3 separate regions of the Gossypium hirsutum genome follow, and all the other regions are linked to region 1. A link is a contact called in public Hi-C data. All regions are on one chromosome and are shown on one strand. Each heading gives the region's core, a stretch centred on a gene start, on an enhancer-like site or on the middle of the called end of the contact. The rest is flanking DNA. Distances are from core to core; before and after follow the strand shown.

Evidence for each region. A called contact is a pair of places that touch in the nucleus more often than the background predicts.
Region 2: a Hi-C map of leaf shows a contact between it and region 1, with 2.2 times the contacts expected there. The contact joins the promoter of LOC107887366 here to the promoter of LOC107887353 in region 1. A contact is called at or near these places in 2 of 34 Hi-C or Micro-C datasets (both in leaf).
Region 3: a Hi-C map of leaf shows a contact between it and region 1, with 1.7 times the contacts expected there. The contact joins the promoter of LOC107887414 here to the promoter of LOC107887353 in region 1. A contact is called at or near these places in 4 of 34 Hi-C or Micro-C datasets (callus and leaf).

Annotation. Positions count from the first base shown.
Region 1 is chrA03:67,899,822-67,903,599 of Gossypium_hirsutum_v2.1, forward strand. It overlaps LOC107887353 (50S ribosomal protein L18), which reads left to right and starts at 2,007. Exons shown (of 2, transcript XM_016811558.2): 1 at 2,007-2,422. The coding sequence starts at 2,249.
Region 2 is chrA03:67,388,172-67,391,949 of Gossypium_hirsutum_v2.1, forward strand. It overlaps LOC107887366 (eukaryotic translation initiation factor 5A-2), which reads left to right and starts at 1,823. Exons shown (of 5, transcript XM_016811573.2): 1 at 1,823-2,191. The coding sequence starts at 2,069.
Region 3 is chrA03:68,373,294-68,377,071 of Gossypium_hirsutum_v2.1, forward strand. It overlaps LOC107887414 (germinal center kinase 1), which reads left to right and starts at 2,174. Exons shown (of 18, transcript XM_016811651.2): 1 at 2,174-2,987; 2 at 3,155-3,243; 3 at 3,335-3,442; 4 at 3,595-3,702. The coding sequence starts at 2,249.

The DNA.
Region 1 (3,778 bases), core at 757-3,256:
CATCACCAAATTTCAAAATTTTGACATGGGCTATGTATGAAACTATCTAATTAACTAAAATCAAGCTTAAAATTTCAAAAACTAACATAATTTACTAACCTTCCCCAAGCTTAAAGTGACCGAAAATCTTGTCCCTTTTTCTTTCTTCAATTCGGCCAAGAAAAACCAAAAAAATATGAAGCTTTGTTTTCATCACCTCTTTTTCTATTATTTTTTTATATACATTAATACTATAAAATATAAAGCCACTTCACTAATAAACAATACATATATTCTAAATAAAACCATATCATGGCCGGCCATTACACAACAAAATAGATATTTGACATGCAAGTCCATCTTTTTGTATTTATGCATTAATAGGCCACTTTAAAATTAATCTAACATATTTCATAATTGTCTCACCTAAGTCCTATTTAATAAATTTCACATACAAATGACAAAATTAAAGCATGAAACTTTCACACTTGCATGTACACATACTATAAGCATAGAATATAACAGTTAATTATTTTTTTATGACTTGGTTTTGTGGTCCCGAAACCACTTTCCGACTAGGGTCAAATTAGGGCTATTACAAGGGTGATCCACTAGCGAGATGAGTCCGCACCATTGCCTCCAAGCTACAAGCACCTTTAATGTCGAACAAGTCATATGTCACGGATCAACAGAAGCACAAAATTGATACCTAATAGACAAAGCTTTCATTGGCGTTATTCCAAAGATTTTACGCCTAATTCTTTTACGAAGTTCTGTCAAATCTATGTTCTGATTAAAAACCAGTCGCACTGTATTTTTCGATTAAAAAACAATGCCGTTCTTGGTGTGACGGACCTTACCATCATAGTAAATAACAGCACTAATACGTTCACTCATCTTCAATTTCTATTCTGCTTAGCGTCTCTAATTTTTCTTGCTGTAACTTATGCAACCTGAGAATAAAATTTGGCTCATTTATAGCCTAAGGCCAAATAGGAACTACTGTAGAAAAAGAGCATCCACGTGAGAGCTTTTTCAGTACTTTTGCTGACAGTGCATCCTACTTGAAGCATTTTTTACACTATTTGTTCAGAAACATATTCTCAAAATTATTTTTTTAGAAACTACTGTAGAAAAATAGTGTCCACATGGGAGCTTTTTTCAGTACTTTTGCTGACAGTTCATCCTGCTTAAAGCATTTTTGACACTATTTGTTTAGAAATATCTTCTCAAAATTATTTTTTCAGAAACTACTGTAGAAAAAGAGCATCCACGTGGGAGCTTTTTTCAATACTTTTGCTGACAGTGCATCTTACTTGAAGCGTTTTTTACACTATTTATTCAGAAACATCTTCTCAAGATTATTTTTTCAAAAACTATTGTAGAAAAAAAGCATCCAAGTGGGAGCTTTTTTTAGTACTTTTGCTGATAGTTCATCCAGCTTGAAGCATTTTTGACACTATTTGTTCAGAAATATCTTCTCAAAATCATTTTTTCAGATACGTCTTCTCTAATTTATTTTTTAGATACGTCTTCTCTAATTTATTTTTTCAGAAACTACTGTAAAAAAAATTTTATTCCTAATATATTTTTTCCATAACCCTAAACACAAAATCATTTAAAAAATTAATCCATAATTTAATTAATTAACCCTAAACCTTAATCTAATTTATTTTTTAAATTAATAATTAATTTAATTAACTCAAAACCCTAATTTATTTTTTTTCTTAAAAATTCTAAACCTTAAAACCTTAACCCTAACCCTAAATGCAAAAAAAATCCTAACCCTAAAAAAAAGGACAAAATGCGTCCTTAGAGAGCATTTTGCCACGTCAGCACAAAACGCACCATTGAGGACGCTCCCTAAGGGACGCGTTTTGCTGACATGTCACCTGACATCGCGCTAACGTGAGCGCGCTTTGGGGGAATTCGGCCATTTCCAGTAAATAATTAAAAAGTTGACCCATTTCCGTAAATATTAAAAAAAAAACTTTTTCTTGTAAATTGCCCCCAAGTTTACTTTCTTTGGATATCTCTGGACAAAAAAGTAAATCTGTTTTTCAATTTGAAAAAGAAGAAGGGAAATGTGTAGAAAAAATCCCAGGACAAAAATATCAAAGAAACCTTAAGCCGGGGTTTCTACAGGAGTAAACTCAATTGTTGTGTCCACGGTCTGATCCGGGGTGGCCCAATGTAGAAGAAGCCTTCGTTTTTAAGCCCTGAATTAGCCTTAGAAGTAAAACCCGGACACAACTGGCGGAGGAAAAAAATGGTGTCGATAATCGTATCTTCTTCAGCTTTACCAACGCGGTCCCTCAACTCATTCCCGACTCACTCTGAACGCTCCAACAAACTCACCTCACTGTCATGGACCTCTTCGTTTCCCAGTATCAACATATCCATTAACTCATTCACGCTCCCTCCTGCTCCCTCTCTTAACAAGGTATTCCTTTTTCTTTTTTTTTTGTTTAAACATTATTGTGTTTTGGTTCCTGGGAAAGGAAATTTGATGAAGTAACGGGTCTTTTATGTTTGATTATGCTGTTATAAGTGTCCTAGGCATGTGAAAAAAAATGGGTTAGTAATTAACTATATAAACTTGGAAAGATGGGGTTTAAATTGTTTACTTGATGGCAATTGTAAGCTGGGTTTTGGGTTGCCTTTCATGTTGTAGCTGAATAAGCATGCTTGATTAATGACCAATATTTGTTTTTTCATTAACTTATTTTCATAGATTATATATGTTCTTTCCATAGAGGGATCAGTGTTAGGGGAAGCATTTTAGGTTATAATTGGAGTCAAAACTCTTTATTCTGCAACTGAGTAAATCAGAGCGTTTAGCAGTTGAATATGGTGATATTAGGTGTTCGAGAGTCTGCAAAATGTGCTGACCTGGTAAATATGAAATTCGATTTCTCGAAAATTCTATAACAAAATGTTGTCTCAAAACTTGCCTTTTTTGGTTTAGTAATTCCAGTTTGCCTGCTGGTTTGTTCCACGAGGTGATGTTTGTAAGACAATATTTTATAAGCTTGTCCTTTGCGGCGGAGCCCTTTTGTTGATATACTCTTCTAATTGAACTCAAAGATGTCTTATGAAGTTGATAAGAGTTTACTGGTTTGGAAGGGATAATCTCTTTTCTGTATGAAAGTAGAGATATATACTATGCCAAATAAAGTTTCATAATTTAGAAATCGGATCATTATTGTTTGTATCGAATATGCCTAGACCTAGAAGATTTTAAACAGCCTTTTTGCGCTGTGGAGATTTATCTCGAGGAAAATGATGTGAAGTACACCCTGTTTCCGATGAAAAGATTATAAAATCTTACTTCCATTCTCTGGAGTTAAAGAATATCATGGTGCTCCTGTTTTGATGGTTGAGAAGATATAACATCTTGTCTTGAGGTTTGATTCGTTACTTACCGGCTTGTTCACAGGGACAGTTAACATCATTGCTGAATTTTACTAGCAAGCTCCAAAATAAAATGTTTTTGAGCTTAGATTTTGTTTAAATTTAGAGAATAAAAATCTCCTCTCATCATTGTTCTTATGTTCCATGGGGTTGGGTTTTATTATAGTATGATCAATGATAAAATATGGGTAGAAGTACCATGGAGGCCCTTATACTAGGAGGGAAATTGTATATTGCCCTTCTACTTTAAAAAATGGGCAAATTAGTCATATAGATTAGATCAGTGAGCAAACTAGTTCTATTAACAATTTCATCAGTTTTTACTGTTAAAAACTGATCCTTATATGTCAGCATAAGGTATACGTGGGCATGCCAACTGTCTAGT
Region 2 (3,778 bases), core at 573-3,072, 510 kb before region 1:
AACTAGAAGTTGCCACATGTCACAATTTGATTGATCCGTCAATTTATTTTAACGATCAACGTGATCAATGATGGGAATTATTAATAGAAAGATTTAATTGATTTTTTTGTTAACGAAAGGAACTTAATTAAGTGTGAATTTAATATAGAAATTTAACTTATACTTTTCTATTTTTAAAATTTTTTTTTGACATAAACTTAAATAAAAATAAAAGGTTTTTTAAAAGAGAACTAAAGAGAAGTTATAATATCGTATAACATTTTTTTTGTAATGTAATGAAAAAGTAAAGAAGTAACTAAAAATTAAAAAAAATGATTGCATGAAATAATTTCACATAACTTTTATTATTTTTTCAATAGGAGAAAAATTAAGAAGAAAAATATAATTTATTATTCTCCTATTAAACAAATAAAAATAACATAAAATCACAATTTAATATAACCTCTCCTCAATAAAATATAAGCAAATGCAGGGTTTTTTACCCCAATATTATAAAAAAATTATACACCAAAATGGGTTGTCAGCCAGATTAATTACGAAAATGGTATACTTTTTGGGGTCGTGCCTACCTGACAGGCACAACCTATTATTTTATTATTAAAATTTTTTTGTTTTAAAAAATTATTATTATATTATTTTTAATATTTATATTAATATATAGATAAAAATACGGGTTTTATACAGATAAAAAATACCCGAAACGGGTCGAGCCTGTCAGGTAGGCACGACTAGTCGTGCCTAATAGGCAGGCACAACACCCTGCACATTTCCCTTTTCTTTCTTTGCATTTTACAAAAAATTGGTCTTATATCACTTTTGGTCTCTCTACTAGGCCTAAAATTAAAATTCAATCTTTATACTTGAATTTCTACAATAATATTTGGTCCTATTTTTTATAATTTTTTTCCAAATAATTAATATTGTTAATTACTCTGTTAAAGTTTTTAACGTGTTTTTTAAACAAAATATTAGTTTAACAAAACAATGATATGTTAAGCTGTAATAAGTTTTAAATAATAAAATTTCTAACAAAAATGTATTCCAACTTAACATATCATTGTTTTGTTAAACTAATATTTTGTTTAAAAAAACACGACAAAAATTTTATCAGAGTAATTAACAAAAATTTTAATAAAATTTTGTTAGAAATTTTATTATTTAAAACTTATTCCAACTTAACATATCATTGTTTTGTTAAACTAATCAAAAATTTTATAGAGTAATTAACAAAAATTTTAATACAATTTTGTTAGAAATTTTATTATTTAAAATTTATTCTAACTTAACATATCATTGTTTTGTTAAACTAATTTTTTGTTTAAAAAAACACGTCAAAAATTTTATCAAAGTAATTAACAATATTAATTATTTGGAAAAAAAATTATAAAAAATAGAACCAAATATTATTGTAGAAATTCAAGTATAAAGATTGAATTTTAATTTTAGGCTTAGTAGAGGGACCAAAAGTGATATAAGATCAATTTTTTGTAAAATGCAAAGAAAGGGAAATGTGCAGGGTGTTGTGCCTACCTGTCAGGCACGACTAGTCGTGCCTACCTGACAGGCTCGACTCGTTTCGGGTATTTTTTATCCGTGTAAAACCCGTATTTTTATCTATATATTAATATAAATATTAAAAATAATATAATAATAATTTTTTAAAACAAAAAAAGAAATTTAATAATAAAATAATAGGTTATGCCTATTAAGTAGGTACGACCCCAAAAAGTATACTATTTTTGTAATTAATCTGACTGACAACTTATTTTGGTGTATAATTTTTTTTTTATAATATCAGAGTAAAAAACCCGTAAATGCATTTGAGGCAAAACGTCCTTTACACGCAGACCTAAAAGATATTTTCCAATCCCACAATGGACTACACTCTCTCCCCACTTCAACATACTTGACTTTACCCAAATTTCCCACATTTCCTAAAATAAAATAAATAAATAAAACGAAGTTAACCCTGCATTTTCATACATTTTCACAGTTATAAAATCCATTTCCCTTTTGTCTCAATCGCTGCTTTTCCAGTGTTTCTCTATTGTTTTTTTTTAAAGCGGTGATGTCGGACGAGGAGGACCACTTCGAGTCTAAAGCTGATGCTGGAGCTTCTAAAACTTATCCCCAGCAAGCTGGTACCATCCGTAAGAACGGTTACATTGTTATTAAAGGCCGTCCTTGCAAGGTTAGCCTAAATCATTTTATTTTGTTGGTAAAATTTTTAACTCATTTTTTTTATGATAATTCTTAAATCTGGCAATTGGCTGAAAAGGAAATTATTAAATAATTTAATTTTTGATCTCTAAATACGGTTTGGGTAGAGTCATACTATTTGATTTTGTATTTGGTGCATATGATGTTGTACATGTTGCGGAAGCGACGATAATATTAATAACAATATTATCAGAAATATTTAGATAATTATTATGCCAACAATTATACTAAGAAAATTCCCAGTTAAATTGGAGGGGTCACAATGGTCCCGCTTAAAACCCAACAACTAGACAGAACTCACTTAGATATTTATAGCAATAATAACTAAATAAATATAACCAATATAAAGCTATTAAATAAAAGCAAACAAATAAGAAATAAAATACCAGAGTTTTAACGAGGTTCGGCCAATTTAGCTTACGTCCTCGGACACTACCAAATTAATATTTCCTCTAGAAATATTACAAAGGAGAAGATTTTGGGATAATACAACCAAAGGGGGAGGGGTTCTATATATAACAAACCAAACCCCCTCCATTTCTATCTTTTCCTAATGTGGGATATTGCCAATATTCAACAAATCTCCACCTTGGCGATATTCCACATCTTCGAACATCTTCTCATAACACAAACTTCAATAGTGTCTTCAATTTTGCAACCAATCGCCTTCTTCCCTTTTGGTAGTTGTGCCAGCTTCCACATCTTGTTTTTCTCTAGAGATTGCATTTCCTCTTCCATTGCACCTAACCATCTATAATTCTCTAAACTCTGAATGGCTTCGGTGTAAGTGGATGGAATATTATCAACAACTGGAAGTGCATAAGCTACCATGTCAGTGAAACGAGCAGGTTTCTGAATTTCTCGTCTCTGCCTTCTGACTGCAATTGGCTCTGATTGCTGTTGAGGTTCTTGGGTAGAAACCTCTTCCTCATCTGACTCTGCATCTGCCAATGAAGAATCACTAGTGGTACCTTTTGCTGGAATTACCACACTCTGCTCAAACTCCACCTGCTGCGGAGTACACTCCACCTGCTGCGAAGTACTACTCACTCCTTCTGGATTTACCTTATTCAACATGGCAGATTCATGAAAGGTAACATCCCTACTGATTATCGTCTTCTTTGCCTCTAGACACCACAAACGATATCCCTTAACACCAGCATTGAAGCCCATGAATAGAGCCTTCTTTGCTCTTGGATCTAACTTTGATTCTTTCACATGATAATATGCAATAGAACCAAAAATGCGCAAGGTGTCATAATCAGTAGCAGGTTTTCCATACCATTTCTCCAAAGGAGTCTTGCCATTTATAGCAGATGATGGCAAATGATTGATGAGATGTTGAGCGTACGTCACAGCCTCAGTCCAAAACTTTCTATCTAATCCAGCATTAGATAACATACATCGAACTTTCTCCACAAGCGTTCGATTCATACGCTCTGCCACCCCATTCTGTTGCGGTGTTCCACCTACGGTGAAGTGCCTTACTATGCCACAATCTTGGCATATCTTCAGGAAAGGATCGCTTTTATATTCTCCACCGTTGTCTGATCGGAGA
Region 3 (3,778 bases), core at 924-3,423, 470 kb after region 1:
AACTAAGTAAGAAGATATCAGCATCTTTTTAGTGGATGTTAAGATTGATTCGGAAATGCATACATCCATATATATATATATATCAATCATTTTTCCCTCATCCAACCTTGTGTTATCGACGTTGTATGGCAATAATTTCCACCAAAAGCAGCAGAATGGGATGATAGAAGTGGACCCCCTCATCATTCAATTCCTTGTGCCGAAAGTTTCATTCACCCTATTGCCAAATTTAATCTGATTGAAATGTACACTTGAACCCCAGTTGTATCTTAGCTAACTCTCTCGTTTATATAGCAAAAAGAGTTTTCATGAGTGATAATAAATATATTACTGCAGGAGATGATGACTAACATGGTGAAACCACAAGTATTTGGTATGCAAATCAATTAAGTTGGTTCGAATCTTATTAATTAAAGGTGGTGTTATAAAAGTAGTTCAAAGATTCCTAATCATAATAATATATAAGGTATTCCATGATCACCAATGATCATTCAGAAATTATAGTGATTCAGTAAACAAGGGATAAGAGAATGTAGGTAGTGGCATATAATCATCTTTAATAAGTTAAAAAGGTGTTTTACTGTTTTGTTGATTTGAAAAGCAAATAGAAAATTTTGCTTTCATCAGGATTTTTATTTTCCAAAATATTTATCTTTTGTCATTAAGATCTCCAATATATATATATATATATATATATATTTAAAGCTCGTCTTCTACAACCATTGATATTGAGGTATTTGGGGATTTCGTACCCCTTCACCTCTTACTTAAAAAATTCAATATGGATATTTATTCTCCAAACTCAAAAAACAAATCTTTTTATTTTATTAGTAGTCAAATTATGAATTTAGTCAATTTTAGTCTTATACTTTTCAAATTTTAAAATTTTAGTCCTCTTAATTTAAGCAATAGCAATTAAACTTGTTAGGTCAAATTTTGCTATTAGTCTAGCACTATGTGTAAATTGTGTATTTAGTCTATATTCAATTTGATCATTTTTAGTCCCTATACTTTTTGAATTTTCAAATTTTAGTCCTGGCGCCGTTAAATCCATTAACTAAAATAACATGACTTTTTTATAAGTATTATGTGAAAATAGCAAGTTGACATATTACTACATGTGTGATAATGTTTGCCAAAAAATATAATTTAATAAATTGTTAGTCTACCATTTGGGTCAGGATTAAACCTGATTATGGGTCGAACCATCTTCCCAAACCCAAAGGCCCGCCCGAAAAGTGGGAGGGTTTAGGCAAAAATTTAAGCTCGAAAATAGGCTTGAACAAAAAATAAGACTCGTTTTCTAAACAAGTCGGGTCTCGAGTAAGATTTTTTTTGCCTGGGCCCGACCTGACTCAAATTTGCCTAAATATTTTTACTGTTGTTTGCTATTGTTTTGTTGTTGTTTACTGTCATTTTGAATCTTGATGTTGTTTTGCTACTATTTTGCTATTATATTACTACTATTTTGTTGCTACTGTTTGGATATTGTATAGATATTGTTTTATTATTAATTTTGCTACTATTTTAGAGGCATTTGTTTGTTAAGTTGCAACTATTTTAGTGTTATTTAAGTATAAAAAGTTTTTTTAAATGTTTTTTCAATTGGTTGGAGAACATTTATTTTAATGTTTTTAGTGTACTTGATGTATTATATTTCTTAAATTTGTTTTTAAGTAAAAATAATATAAAATTTTTTTACATGAGCAGGCCATTCGGGCTCGGGTTTAGCACTTTTATTAGGCTTGGACAAAATTTTAGTCACATTTTTTGGGCCAAGCCTGGGTAGAAAACAAGCCTAAAGTTTTGCATTGGCCCAGCCCGACTCATGATCAGGTTTAGTTAATGACTAAAATTTCAAAATCTGAAAAGCAAAATGGAAAAAATTAAAGAATAGAGTCTAAACATGCAACTTAGACATTGTAGAAGGACTAGTAGCAAAAATTGACCAGTATTCAAACTTATTTCTTTTTTATTGCCAGAAACGGCTTATGGTATTCTTAGGGCCAATGTATCTATAATAGGCCCAATTAGAAGGAAGGAATTTCTATGAGTAGCGGGCTGAAGACCGACTCCATTTGAAAAATCATGCTGAAACCTGGAATGGCCCAAAAAATTACAATCCAGTATACGACACATGGCGGGGCCCATTAAATTTCCGATTTAACAAATTACAGTTATTCTTTCTTTAGCGCCGACGGCTACCTGCGAATTCTGCGTTCACTGCTCTGACCGCTCTGACATTTTCATGCACTCACACTCTCCGACCGGAGACAGGAAAAAAAACATGGAGCAACCGCTGACGTCTCGAAGGACCCGTAAATCTCAAGCGAAATCCGAGCTATACTCTACCTTTGTCATTCATTCCGGTTCTGAATCCGATTCCGATTCTGGCAAATCTAAACCGAAACCGCAACCATCTCGTGACCCGGACCTTTACGCCACAATGGTTTACAAAGACGTTGACGAAGAAGGTGAAGATGGATCTTCCATCCCTCCTCCCTTCAAATGTGCGCCGAAACTCTTTGGCGGCGGAGGGGGCACTCCTTCCGACGCCGAAGATGGCAGTGGCGATGCAGGAGATTTGGGAACCATGATCGTGAAAAGGGATCATGTTCGTGAAGCTCGCTGTGGAACGCCGTCTTCGTTTAATCCACCGGCCTTAGCGGGGGTGAGCCCAATTAGAGCAAGGGGAGATGAAATGGACGTTGATGAGGAAGAGGAGGATGAAGGTGAAGGTTTTGGGACGTTCGTGGTGAGATCAACGGTGAGGAACGAGAGAGAAGGGAGCGGGACGGTGGTGAACAGAGCGGTGGCGAGTATGGGAGAGCTAGGTTTTGGGAAACAAAAGACATCTACTTCGACGACGCCTTTGCAAGGGGAAGAGAGTCGGTTCTTGCAAAATAATAAGGTTTTGTCGAGTTCAGTTCCCGACTGCGTTATCAGAGAAGATCCTTCCACAAAATATGAGTTACTCAATGAGCTCGGTGAGTTTAATCGCAGTGATAATCATCGTTATTCTTATTCTCATATAATCGTGTTTTTCCATGCTAATGCTAAATGAACTATATTTTTCTTTTAAGGAAGGGGATTTAATTGATTTTAGGGCCATTAAGACCAAAAGAAAAGCTGATATTGGATTTTTGGGTGGCAGGGAAAGGATCTTATGGGGCAGTTTATAAGGCTAGAAATATAAGAACTTCCGAGCTTGTTGCCGTTAAAGTTATATCATTAAGTGAAGGGGTGCGCATGATTTTCTTGTTTGTATTTGATATACTTGATGGCATTGACTTGATTAATCAGCAGTCGTGATCGATCAAGTAATTTTTTTTAGGAAGAAGAGTATGAAGAAATTCGTGGTGAAATTGAGATGTTGCAGCAATGTAGTCATTCAAATGTTGTCCGGTACTTCGGGAGCTACCCTGGGGAAGAATATCTTTGGGTTGGTGTTATAAGCATTTTTCTCCATCAAAATTTAGTTTCAATTTGGAGTTAATTTCAGTTTCTAGGTTACATTGGTTTGTTAGTTTTTCATCTTTTGGAAATTTCCCTGATATTTTGTTTTTAGGGTAACTTATTTCAATGTTTGGGCAGATAGTAATGGAATACTGTGGAGGTGGAAGTGTAGCTGATTTGATGAATGATACAGAGGAGCCTTTAGAGGAGAATCAGATAGCATATATCTGTCGCGAAGCTTTAAAGGTTTTACTCATTCCATTTAGTTTGGAATATATAAACTGGTTACTAGGAACCTTAGTATCCTATGCTTGTAGAGTTT